Regions from separate parts of the Zea mays genome. Here all the other regions are linked to region 1. A link is a contact called in public Hi-C data. All regions are on one chromosome and are shown on one strand. Each heading gives the region's core, a stretch centred on a gene start, on an enhancer-like site or on the middle of the called end of the contact. The rest is flanking DNA. Distances are from core to core; before and after follow the strand shown.

The links. A called contact is a pair of places that touch in the nucleus more often than the background predicts.
Region 2: a Hi-C map of endosperm shows a contact between it and region 1, with 2.4 times the contacts expected there. The contact joins the promoter of LOC100502414 here to the promoter of LOC100272599 in region 1. A contact is called at or near these places in 2 of 25 Hi-C or Micro-C datasets (ear and endosperm).
Region 3: a contact with region 1 is called in a Hi-C map of endosperm, with 2.3 times the contacts expected there. The contact joins the promoter of LOC100283229 here to the promoter of LOC100272599 in region 1. A contact is called at or near these places in 2 of 25 Hi-C or Micro-C datasets (endosperm and tassel).

The regions. Positions count from the first base shown.
Region 1 is chr7:168,848,594-168,852,317 of Zm-B73-REFERENCE-NAM-5.0, reverse strand. It overlaps LOC100272599 (Serine/threonine-protein kinase WNK2), which reads right to left and starts at 2,081. Exons shown (of 7, transcript NM_001147062.2): 1 at 1,895-2,081; 2 at 1,745-1,782; 3 at 1,419-1,646; 4 at 1,029-1,249; 5 at 763-920; 6 at 226-658; 7 at 1-130. The coding sequence starts at 1,975.
Region 2 is chr7:168,267,504-168,271,373 of Zm-B73-REFERENCE-NAM-5.0, reverse strand. It overlaps LOC100502414, which reads left to right and starts at 1,731. Exons shown (of 13, transcript NM_001323959.1): 1 at 1,731-2,542; 2 at 2,624-2,778; 3 at 2,865-3,186; 4 at 3,283-3,691; 5 at 3,825-3,870. The coding sequence starts at 2,056.
Region 3 is chr7:168,171,155-168,175,425 of Zm-B73-REFERENCE-NAM-5.0, reverse strand. LOC100283229 (Cupredoxin superfamily protein) reads left to right here and starts at 1,394. Exons shown (of 2, transcript NM_001156131.2): 1 at 1,394-1,636. The coding sequence starts at 1,474. LOC103633319 (a long non-coding RNA gene) reads left to right here and starts at 1,643. Exons shown (of 2, transcript XR_556456.2): 1 at 1,643-2,671; 2 at 3,129-4,271.

The DNA of each region.
Region 1 (3,724 bases), core at 832-3,331:
CCATCAATCATGTCAGCAATCCGAGTAACTTCATGGTCAGTTATATCCAGCTCGGCTATCATTTCAGTTGCAACGCTTAGTGCGGTATCAGCCTCAACGTCGAAAGGAAAATAGATGTTGCGTACCCGTCCTGCAATTTGAAAAATTAGCTTGCAAAAATATCAAAAATAAGTTTTCATATATGGACCAAACTTCAGATGTTTATGCGTTACAAATTGTGCATACCATCATTATCAGAAATCCGCAATCTGAGGAATATGCCTCCATCCTCACTCTTTCTCCCTTTGATTGTTATGTCCACATTGCCAAGAGGTTCATCCTCATTCTCGTTGAACAGGTCAATGCCATCTTGGCCTTTCATGTCATCATCCTCGCAGTCTTCACTCAGAGCGTCCTCATCCATGCTTTCTGAGAATCCATTACTCACCATGGAGCCATTGCTATAGGTATGCCCTAGATATGAAGGCTGCCGTACGTACTTGGTCGGTACATGATAATCTCCACCATCCAAAGAAACAGCCACGTCATCGCCCTGTAGGAAGGGATCCTCAAGCAGTTCTCTTGCTGACAGTCTCTGAGATGACGATACTAGGCACTTCTCGACAAAGCGCCTCAGCATTGGATCTTTCACCTTGTACAGAGCTTCTGGCTTAGTACCCTACCAAATCAAACAGGTAGCTGAAATCACGAAAATCATTTCAGACTGCACACCAGAATCACAATTGCTGCCAAATGGCTCATAGGGTCCAGGGATCTTCTTACAGAGATCACTTTCTTGTAGATCTGGACCGGGTGCGTACACTCGCTGTACGGGTACTCAAAGGTGACCATCTCGAGCACGCACATTCCAAACGAGTAGATGTCCACCAGCTCGTTGTACTCCTCTTCATACACCTCCGGTGCCATGAACTCCGGTGTACCTATCCAACCAATCCGACACATCTAGCCCCATTAAATTACCGAGTAGCTATTGCCAGTTGTGATCAAACAACATAATTTCGGGCTAGTGAGCTAATCAGATGGCTTACCCACGCAGTGGACAGCGTGGGACTTGCGGAGGATGGCGGCGAGGCCGAGGTCGCCAATCTTGACCTCGCCCTGGTTGCCGTTCACGAAGATGTTGTCACACTTGAGGTCCCGGTGGATGATGGGCGGATTGTGGCTGTGGAGGTACAGCAGGCCGCTGAGGATTTGCCGGCACCAGTGCTTCACCGCCCACATGTTCACCCTCCGGTGTTTCTGCCTGTACCTAGATCACCACCAGACGCGTAACCACAATCAATCAGTCCAAGAAGCAATCAAGCACAGAGGGGAAAAAAACTTTCGCGACTGGCCAGGAAAAGGGGATTCTCTGCAGCCGGACATGAAAAGGCAACAACTTTTAGGCGCTACAGGTACGGAGCAGGTTGGTCGCTTACTGGCGGAGGGTGCCGGAGGTGAACATCTCAGTGATGAAGTTGATGTTGCGGCGGGAGACGTCGACCCAGGAGGTGTAGAACTTCATGATGTTGCGGTGCTTGAGCGTCTTGAGGAGGTGGATCTCGCAGTAGAGCCGCTCCAGGTCCTCGGGGCTCTGCAGGAAGTCGTGCAGCTTCACCTGGTTCCACGCCACTTCCATCCCCTGGTACTCGTCGAACGCCTTGTACCTGCAGTCCCCGCACACGCACCTCGGATCAGGGACTCAACTCGGACGGCAAGAGAAATGAAAGCACGCAGCTTTGGCGAGAACAGCGCCGGATCTTACACAATCTTGGACGCGCCCTTGCCAAGAACGTCGCTGAACTGCGATAAAGAAAGAGGAAAGATGCAGGGAAACGGATCAGGGGATTGTTGAGCAGACGGGTCAAAAGACGGCGCCATAGGAGGAGCTCCAGTGGTAGCGGCGATTCCATACCCGTCCGTACCGGCCGGTGGGGTCGACCTCCGCATACTCCGGGCACGGGTACACGGCGGCGTTGGACTTGGCGCTTATCATCCCTGCAGCTCTAGCTCGCTTCTTCCCCCTGCAGCTGCAACTCCACCGCCGGGAAGAGCGCACCTCCGTGCCGCAGCTTCTGCTGTTCGCAGCAGCGGATAGGGACCGAGGAGAAGGAAGGGGAAGAGGGGACTGATGCCAGAGGCGAGACACCTATTTAGGGGAATCTGGGCACACACATGGTGTGGGGAGAGAGAGAGGATGCATATGGGGATGAAGAGCATGACCACATGAGGCAAAGGAAAGGCTGATTGAACGATGCGCGTGAGATTCCACCGAAAAGGCAGGTGATTTTACCGATTTTTTTTACTCAGATTTACTTGACTGTATTTTAAAATCCCGATATTGCCGGTAGGGAGCATGGGATTCTAGATATGATGGTAGGTTATCAGTTGAATGATTATTCAATTCTGGCATGGTCTACTTAGCTGCAATTACTCTTAACAATAATCAAACGATGTTAGTCGCTTTAAGCCAACTATTATATATATAAACATAAGGCTGTCACGTCATATCTTCTATTTAAAACTATAAATAAGACAGTTTATAGTGTAGGACAATATTTTACACGATCATATGCTCGATTTGCTGCAGACAGCCTAAGAAATATGATGCACAATAATAAGGTCGTGAAAATGATAAATAGTTTCAAAAAAATTGATTTATAAAACTAGAATAGAGTGAGCACGTGATAACTTCATTTGCATTGAAGTTGAAGGTTCAAGGTGAATTTATTTTATTTGGTCGCAATAAATTCATGAGAAAACGGTTCTTGGTGTTTTTTTAAAAAAAAAGCGGGCATAGCATTAAGAATATCTCCAATCGACTCTCAATTTTTTACTTTCTATTTGACTCTCTATTTGCATATCTATGAGGGCATGTCACTATAACAAACTATCTAGTTTGGCTAGCCTAGTTTGGCTAGTGAGAGAGCCAATTTTGACAGTCGGATAGTCTAACGAGTCAGATGGCTAGTCTGTTGGAGAGTTATTTCGTTGTTGGGTAGCTAAAATTTGGCTTGCAAGCTATTTGGCTAGTCTTTTTAAGACGACCTAAAGATTAAATTTTATATGTAGTATTTCACTCCAACAGATTATTAAACATGTAAGTTAGCTTGGCTAGGCAAATTTGGATAGAGTGGAAGTCAATTTGGAGAGCCGGATGGCTTGATGAGTTAGATGACTAGTCTGTTGAAAAATTATTTCACTATTAAGTAGCTAAAATTTAGATTTAACGAATTATTGGCTAGTCTCCTGGAGATACTCTTAGCCTAGATATCTACTTCACGTTCGCTATAGCCTCCTATTTAGTTAAATAGTGTTGTGGCAACGGTTAAAGCTATCATCTACAATTTTAATAGTTCGCTATTTAAAACACGGCTCACTCTAACACAACAGTGACTTAAATATGTAGGAAAAACTATCGAACCAGTTTTTATTTTATGGGCCAAACTTTTCGAGAACGGTGGTCTAAAGGAAAGTTATATTAAAAAACCATTTAATATCATGAAACTTTTTCTTGTTGATTCTTTGTCCTTTGCGTACAAAATCTGCTCAAGATGGAGAGAAAACAAAGGAAAAACTTGTCTGGTGCTGAGTTGGAGAGGCCCCCCTAGTTCGCCTGCTCCTTGTGATGGTGAAACACAACTAAATGCTATGCTTCCCCAAGCAAATACATTTGGGCCATGTGGGGTGCCACGGCGTGGTCCATTCATATCCATAAAGAAAAGAAAAGAAAAATAGACAAATA
Region 2 (3,870 bases), core at 482-2,981, 580 kb after region 1:
ACCCTATCAAAGAAGAAGTCACTTATTAGCCATCTAATCAATTCTCTAGCATCCTTCATGCTAGAGAACTCCCCTGTAATCCACCACATAAAGAGCCACACAAGGAAGTAGGGTGTTACGCATCTCTAAGCGGCCCGAACCTGTATAAAATTGTCTATCGTCCCTCGTGCGCCCAATACGAACCATCGAGCTACAGTTGGTAACACCGTCCTACCCAAAAGCACCTCGAGGGATAACCCGGGTGCGCGGTCGGGTCCCAAACACCGACAGTATGAGTTTTACCTTGCTGAGGTTTTCTCATCCAAAGTTTTTAACGAGGTAATATCAACTAAGCTTTATGCTTCATCATTTATTTTACTCCATGGGGGTTTTAGGAATGCTGATTACAGACATATTTTCTTTTGGAAGTCAGTATGAGTTTTACTCATAATCCAAAAGCATGATGTACACCTTATTTTTCCTATAGGGTTTTTAAGGAGAATAATATACTGAAAGAACAATTGACGGATGTCAAATGAAGTTGGAATTGATCAAGGGAGAGTGCTAGAAAAATGTGACATATGTGTGATCAATCCAAAGGGGTGCGACAATTATCTCGCTAAGAGACACACCTATTGGCTTGCACCCCTTCACTTGTATATAAATATAAATTCCCTGCGGCTGTCACTTCTATCCCAAATCTCGTTTTTCATTCATTTACAATAGTTTCAAAGGAGTTACCAATATATGTATTGTCCTCTAAAACATCTATGAGTTCTCATACGAGTTTACAATAAGGCAATAATCATTACATGTTGGATCACTTTCTCCTTATTTTTCCATTAGGTTTAAAGAAGTTTTTAATAAAATATATCAATATTTCCCATCATTTTTATTCTACAGGACTTTTAGAGGATTAATTGTATTCATTGATCTTAAAATTGGATTCGGTCTAGGAACAGCATTACAGCAAGGAGAGTGTTGCAAATATGAATATCTATACGTGGATAATCTCATCCCAAATCGCCAGCCAACGTGTGGTTCCTTTTTGGAAACTGACGTCTCAGACTGTTTGGCGCACGCGCTTGCACTTTCTTAACGCCCCTTTTCCGTGTATAAGTAATTTAACGTAAATATGTGAAAATTGCTGTAGCCATTTTTCTTCATTCCATTACAAGTCAGTAGTTTGCCCACCACATAACCCACCAGACAACCGCGGCAACACCCGAGCAACCGGTGCGAGGGCGTGCCACATCAGCACCGGGGTGAAACACCCCGTGCAGTGTCCAGATCAGGTCCATTCCGCGCAGGTGGGGCCCGCCAAAAGCGGACAACCCATCTATATTAAAATCATTTTTTCTCATTACTCAGCTGGTTATAATCAATTTATAATTGAATGAATAGGCTAATGGTGCCTTCTTCCCCGGCCCGTCCCCCACCCACCTCCTACCACCGGTGGACGATTAGATTTTTCCCGGCTACCCGAAACCGACACGTGTCAGTGGCGGCCCATGCTTGAGCCGTAAGGAAGAGGCAGAGGGAGAGATTTTATTGAGCGTCAGTGTGGGCCCGGTAAGGATCCGACGGTGGCGGGCCGCGCTACGGTGGCGCCCTCGTCGCCGGCGCTGTCGGATGCAGGATCGGTAGGCGCGCGGATCTGGACCGTCCGATGCGGGGGTGCGCAGCGACAAAAAGAAGATGAGGCGAGGCGGGCGCCTAGAAAGGGAACCCGACGGGGAGGGAAACGGCCAGACGACGCTCAGACCAAAGAGCGAGAAGGGGGCAAGCGGCACGCTGCCGGAAAAGAGAGGCTGGCGTGGTGAAGGGCAGGGCGGAGCCTTGCACCGCAGAAGAGAAGCGAGGGGAGCGCCAAGCAGTAGTAGAAAGAGAGATAGGGAGGAAGAGCGACGAGAGCCGAGGAGCTCTCCTCCGCCTAATCCTTGGCCGCGCTGCTAGATTCGCCAGAATTACCGAGGCGCTGCACCCCGGATCTACAGGGCGGCGGCGGCGCTCGTCGGAATCCGGCGAGGCGGCGGTGATTTGCCGGGGATCGGCGCCGCATGTCTCAGATCTGAGATGGACAGGATCCGGGACGGCAGGAGGAGCGGGGTGTCCGGCGGAGCCGGGCCGCCGCCTCCGAGAAGGCGCCTCAGGAGCAACGGCGGAGGGGGCCCCAGAGACTCGCCGCGCTCCGAGCGCCGACGTGGCGAGCGCCTCATGCTCAACGGCGGCGGCGCCGGCGCCGGGAGGGACGACGCCGACGACACCTCCGACGACAGCCTCGGCGACGACGACGAAGACGCCGAGGAGGAGCTCGCGCCGCGGTACCAGCAGCAGCGGCGGTCGCCGAGCACGGCGCCGCCACCGCCCTCGCCGCCGCAGCCCGGCGGTGGCCACCACCACAGCAGTAGTAGCAGCGGCGGCGGCGGTTACCACAACCACCACCACGGCCAGCAGCATCAGATACAGCGGAAGGGCGGCGTCTCACATCCGAAAAGCCCCATGGTGGTCAAGGCTGTTGACGAGATGATCGGCGTGCCTGTCCCGAGGAAAGCCCGCTCTGGTAGTCTCTCCTACCACCGCTCAGATTTTTTTGGCATCACCGGCTGTTTCATCTTTGCTTATGCTTTTGTGCTCTTGGCAGCTTCTACGAAACGCTCTTCGCACGAGTGGCCTGTCCCCGGCGGTGGAACCAGTGGAGGCAGCTCCGGCGTAGGAGATGGCTCGCAGATCCAACGACCTTCGTCACGGCCGATCTCTCCGGCGCCTGCCTCTACTGCCGCTCCTCGGAAGAAGCTTGTGGGTTTCTAGAGGCCTTTGCCCCTCGTTTTCCATGGTGCTCTTGCTTGCTAACTTTTTTTTCTCTCTTCGGCTTTGCCTATCAGAAAACATTGGGTGGCGGTGTGAGCAGCGGTGGTCTGGGACCAGCGCCGAAGCAGCGACCGTCGATGTCCCCAGCGCCTTCAACAACCCCGCCACAACCGCCGCCGTCGAAGATTTCGAAGTCTCCATCTTTTATCCAAGAGGAGATTGAGGTCGCTGAGGTGCTGTTCGGGCTCACCAGGCAGTTCCCATGCCCGCAAAAGCAGGAGAGCAACCACAAACTCGAGCCTAGGGACGCGCCCGAGGCCAAGTCTGGGAACTCTTCGCCGGCCCCCTCGTCTTCTGGCGTCCGACCGTCGGATTCCACCTCCCTTTCCACCATAGGTGCGTAGTCCTGTTGGCGGTTGTGGCTTTTTTCCCTCGCTGTTTTTGCATTTTTGTTTTCTTGGGTCTAATCGGCTCTCCCGCTGGATCTTGCAGCTCCAAAGAGGAAGAGACCACGGCTGGTAAATTACGACGAAGATAGCCGTCCGGCGAGACCAGAGTTGGCAGAGCCGTCATCAAACCCGGAGTCACCTCCTGTGGCAAGATCAGAAGCGAAGACAACAGCAACATCGGCAGCAGCAGAAAGCGGCACCAGCACCACCCCTGCGGCTGCCCAACCTGAGACTTCACGAGAGTCAGAGAAGGCGGAGGACCGTGGTAGAAACAGAGACTCAGAGCTCCGGCCCAACGAATCAGATCGGCGAGATCACAGGTTGGAGAGCCAGGCTGTGCCGCCGTCGCCGTTGCCGTTGCCGTTGCCAGAGCCTCCAGTCAAGCCGGATGCTGAAGCAAAGCCGGTGGGCTCCGAGGCCAGGAACGGCGAAGCTACTGCCACGACAAAGATGTGGGCCACTTTGAATTTTATATTATTGATGTTACGATAGCCATTATTGTTTTTGGATTGTGCTGATTTGATTAGTATATTCACAATTTATGTGAACGATCTTTATTTATGTGAAATATCTTTTTCCCTGCAGTGAGCTGGCATCGGATGGCGCTCGGCATGACAAGAGGTTTTCCATT
Region 3 (4,271 bases), core at 145-2,644, 680 kb after region 1:
ACGGCAACGGCAACACTGTCTGAGGTTGCACCAAAAGTTGCAGCAAACAACAACGATAGAGCGTGGAAGTAGGATGGGCTTTTTTTCCCGTTCCAGCAAACAGTCCAGACTCCAGACATGTATTGATCCGGCCTTTGGGCCTTCCCTCTCGTCTCGTCGTCCGCCAGCCAGATGCTTGCCTCGCGGGCTCACGGCGTCCGGCGAGGCCTGAGCTCATGGTGTCGTCACGCCGATCGTCAGCCGTCAGTAGTAACTCACGAGCCCGGTTCACGAACGACACGCTTGTCCAGTGCATCTTCCGCTTGTGTTTGGCCGCCCCCGTCTCCGGATGACCGGGGCGCGACGTGTAGGATCGCTGGATCGACCGGTCAGCGTCCGCCATCGATCAGATCAATACTCTCGAGCCGTGTCGTAGTTGTCCTGTGACGGAGGATACGACAAGATAGACTAGAATGGACTGGACACTGGACTCCACTGAGGGCTTTTGTTTGGGAGCTGAATGAATGGAAACCCCTACACAAGACCATCCATATATGGCCTTAGGACATTTGGCTGTTTGTTCCGTTGTGCGGTTGTGCCAAGCGACCTGTATGTATGTGTGATGTGTGTATATGGACTCTCAAGTACTACCTGCTGCGGTTGTGAACTTCATTCTATGAACAGTGCAGATATGGAGTCAGTTAGTCGTCAGTGCCTCACCGCCGACCACACGTATGCACACACGCTAAAAGCGTTGGGAGTTGGGACACCCGGGTGGAAACTGGAAAGCTTCTGTCCCGGCGCTTATGCCGTGTCCGTGTGTACTTTACTCGACGTGGAAAACGCTTCCCGCTTCCGGTCGACGGCGAGAACACTCCGGGGTCCCGCTCGTCGATGGGACTATGGCTAGACAGACGTAGGCTCGTCGCCATGCACATCTTATCAGCTGCGGTTACGGGAGCACCCCGATTCGACTCATACGGCTGCGTACGACACGATCAAGGGGATCAAAAAAAAATCTGGGCGAGTGCTTGGGCCTTGGATGGCGCTTCTGCACCACATGTGCAGATTCGTTCGGATGATGGAGCGAGCAGCCGAGCAGTAGCAACCGCCACCGCCAGGACCCAGGAGTGGTCGCGTGCCGTGGACAGTGACCCGACCCGCGCCGTATCAGGCAGCGCAGACGAGAACGAGACCCTGGTCAGGCCACCGGACCCGAAAGGCGAAAGCACAAGACCACGAGAAAGTCCATAAAACCCGGGCACACCAGGCCAAGCCATACGTATCGAAGGCTGGACGCAGGGGGGCATTTCCGGGAACCTCGCCGCGGGCGGGGCTGGAAAGCCGCGGAGCTTTTGATTTAACCGGCCGGTTGGTCAGCCAGCCAGCCAGCCAGCCACTCAGTACTGCACACTGCCATCGCTCTCCTACGGTACTGCTGCCTACCGCGCGTCTCGTCCCTTCGCTGCCGCTCTATCTATCTCGGCCGGAGCCATGGGCGGCGGTGGCGCGGCGCTGCTGCTGCTGGTGATGTGGGCGGGCGTGGCGTCGGCGGCCGTGTACGAGGTGGGCGGCACGATTGGGTGGACCGTCATGGGCAACCCCGACTACGCCGCCTGGGCCAGCTCCAAGCAGATCGTCATCGGCGACACTGTTGGTGCGTCCCATCCCTCCCCCTGTCCGTCTCGCTCTTCAGTCACTCGCGCTCTCTTCTGTGCGTCGGAGTCGGACGTGGGTGTGTGCTGATCGAGCCGCAATCACTCCTTAAGTTAGATTTCTTTTTTCCTTCATAACTCCGCTAGGAGAACCGAGAACTTTGAACTGGAGGCACTTTCGACTTACCTACCGAAATTCTGGGAAAAATCCCTAGTCGAGAACTGTAGAACCTAGGCCGGAGGGAGGGACCGTATCCATTCCTCCCGGTGTACGAGACTACGAGTGCACAAATCGGTGGTGCACTAGTGGCAGTCGGGCCGGCACGACACATGGTTGTAGCGATATGAAGACCCGTACTGTACAGAGTAATTTCGCTTTCATCCTCTGTCTGAGGCAGCCATGTCCAATATCCGGCTCTCCACTCCACCACCCTCTGACCCTCTCGAGTTGTTTTGTCTGTCAGTCAGTTTCGGGCTTCAGGTAGCGCCAGTACTGCTACTCCCCTACTACCTGCTACTGCTAGAATCCGGACGCCCTAATTCGGAGCGAGAACTCGCGCGCGTCCAGCAGCAAAAGGCCGCGCACCTCCATTTTAATTTGGTGCCTTCGTGTGGTGCGGCACCACCGAACCGATGGCACCCCCATTCGCCGCCGTCCGCGTCGCGCTATCCACAAACCCTTGGCCTTCACCTGTGGCCTCTTTCTCTTTACACGTGAATGGCAAAGCACCCGAAAATGGGTGGCCACGCTACGTGACCTTCGTGCGGCACGGCGAACGGCGAGCAACGAGCGGTGGCTGCCTCTGCCTGGCACGCTACGTGTACCCGTGGCCTCTTTCTCTTTACGCGTGAATGGGAAACCGGGGCGAGGACTCATTTATTACAGCGCCGCGCCGGCCTGTGCGGCGCTTAGCTAATTACTTGCTCCCGTACGGCCGCCGTAGTGGCAGCACATTGCACAAGTAGTACTCCAGTAGCCCTCGCAAATTCTATGCTGCCGCCGGAAGGGGTACCGCCAATGAAATTAATGATCTAAGGTATGTTCGTTTTAATCTCAAACAACGTGGATCTAATAAAATTGATTGAGTTTAAATCTCTAACATCTCAAAATTATTCCTAATTTATTCCAAGGGCACGTACATAGGAATGTTCCGGGAACATCTAGATTATATGACAAATATAATATTTTAGCATAGATGTGCATAATATCTGGCGGTAATCTTTAGGCTTGTTATTAAGCATATTATTAAAGACAAATATAAATTTCTGTATTATTATTTTTTTCAACATTTTTTATCGGTGAAAAAACATCCAAATCTGAATAATACTCGTATCCGAATTTTAAACCAATTATTCTAAAAAGACACAAAATGAATTTGACATTTACTTTTTATTAATCTTAATAAACTCAAGAATATAAATTTACATAACAAATCCTATATCCTATTTATTCATAATCAAAGAAAGAAGATTAAAAATTTAACATCTTAATAGGTATCCGGATTCGTACTGCGACATTGAATACGTCGTCTCTAGGCAGAAATTAGATAAAAAAATTCCAACATCGACGCTGATTAAGGAGGAGAGACACCTGTCATCTTTCGTGAGAAGATGGCTTCGGCAGGTATTATAATGCAAAGAGATGATAAGACAAGCACTATCTGTCTGTTTTGTTCCATGTTCGACACACGATACAATGTAAACATAGAACCCACCACATGATTTATTATTTATATTGTTTGTACGTGTTTTTATTACACACATAGACAATAATTGTTTGTGGGATATAGATGCCTAATTCTTTCCAATAGATATGAAATGGGAAAACCCGCATAAGATCTAATAGATGATCATGTCGAGGATTAGCAGTAATGCAATGAACAAGACCTCAAAGACGATCGTGTCGAGGATTAGCAATAATGCTATTGATGACTGACGTGACGGGGCGTTAGCCGTAAGGAAACAGAGTGTGTGTGTCGGCGGATCGATCGATCTAGGTTCGCGCGCCCTGTGACCACTGACCCACCAGCATATTGTGGGTGGCTGCGGAGCAGGAAGGATGGATGAGTGGCCAGGCTAGCGACCTGCAGGCTTTCGGCTATCCTTTCGCAGGTCATGGAAATATCTCCTGATAAATTATATGCAGCAGCAGCGGCGGCATCCGCTGCCAAAAGTCTAGACACGAAACAGTGGATACCTGTAGGTGCAGCGCTGCCCGGGAGAGCAGCCTTACAGGCACCTCAGGTCCAGGTTGGTATGGTAGGCTCTTGACGCGTTATGGCTTTCCCATGGCGCGGCCGTGCTCGTGTCTGTCTCGGCAGGGAAGTCGCGACGCTTTTCTCGGCGTGACGCACGCCCTCAGCCCCTCACCCAACCGCCAGTGGGGGCACCGGCAGCGCAGCAACGCACAATGCGCCGTGTGATGGCGTTGGCGCTGATGCCACCAGCTGGGGCGCCGGCCGCCGGGCACCACAAGTCCACAACGCGGCAGGACTGCACGGGCTCGGGGCTTTTGCAGACCCAGATCCGGTGGTGGTGGGTCCGCGCGCGCCTGGCTGCCAGCCGGCCACTGCTCACCGGCCATCATCTCCGTGCATGTTCTCAGGGGCGGGTGGCTGCGGCCGCGGGCCCACAATT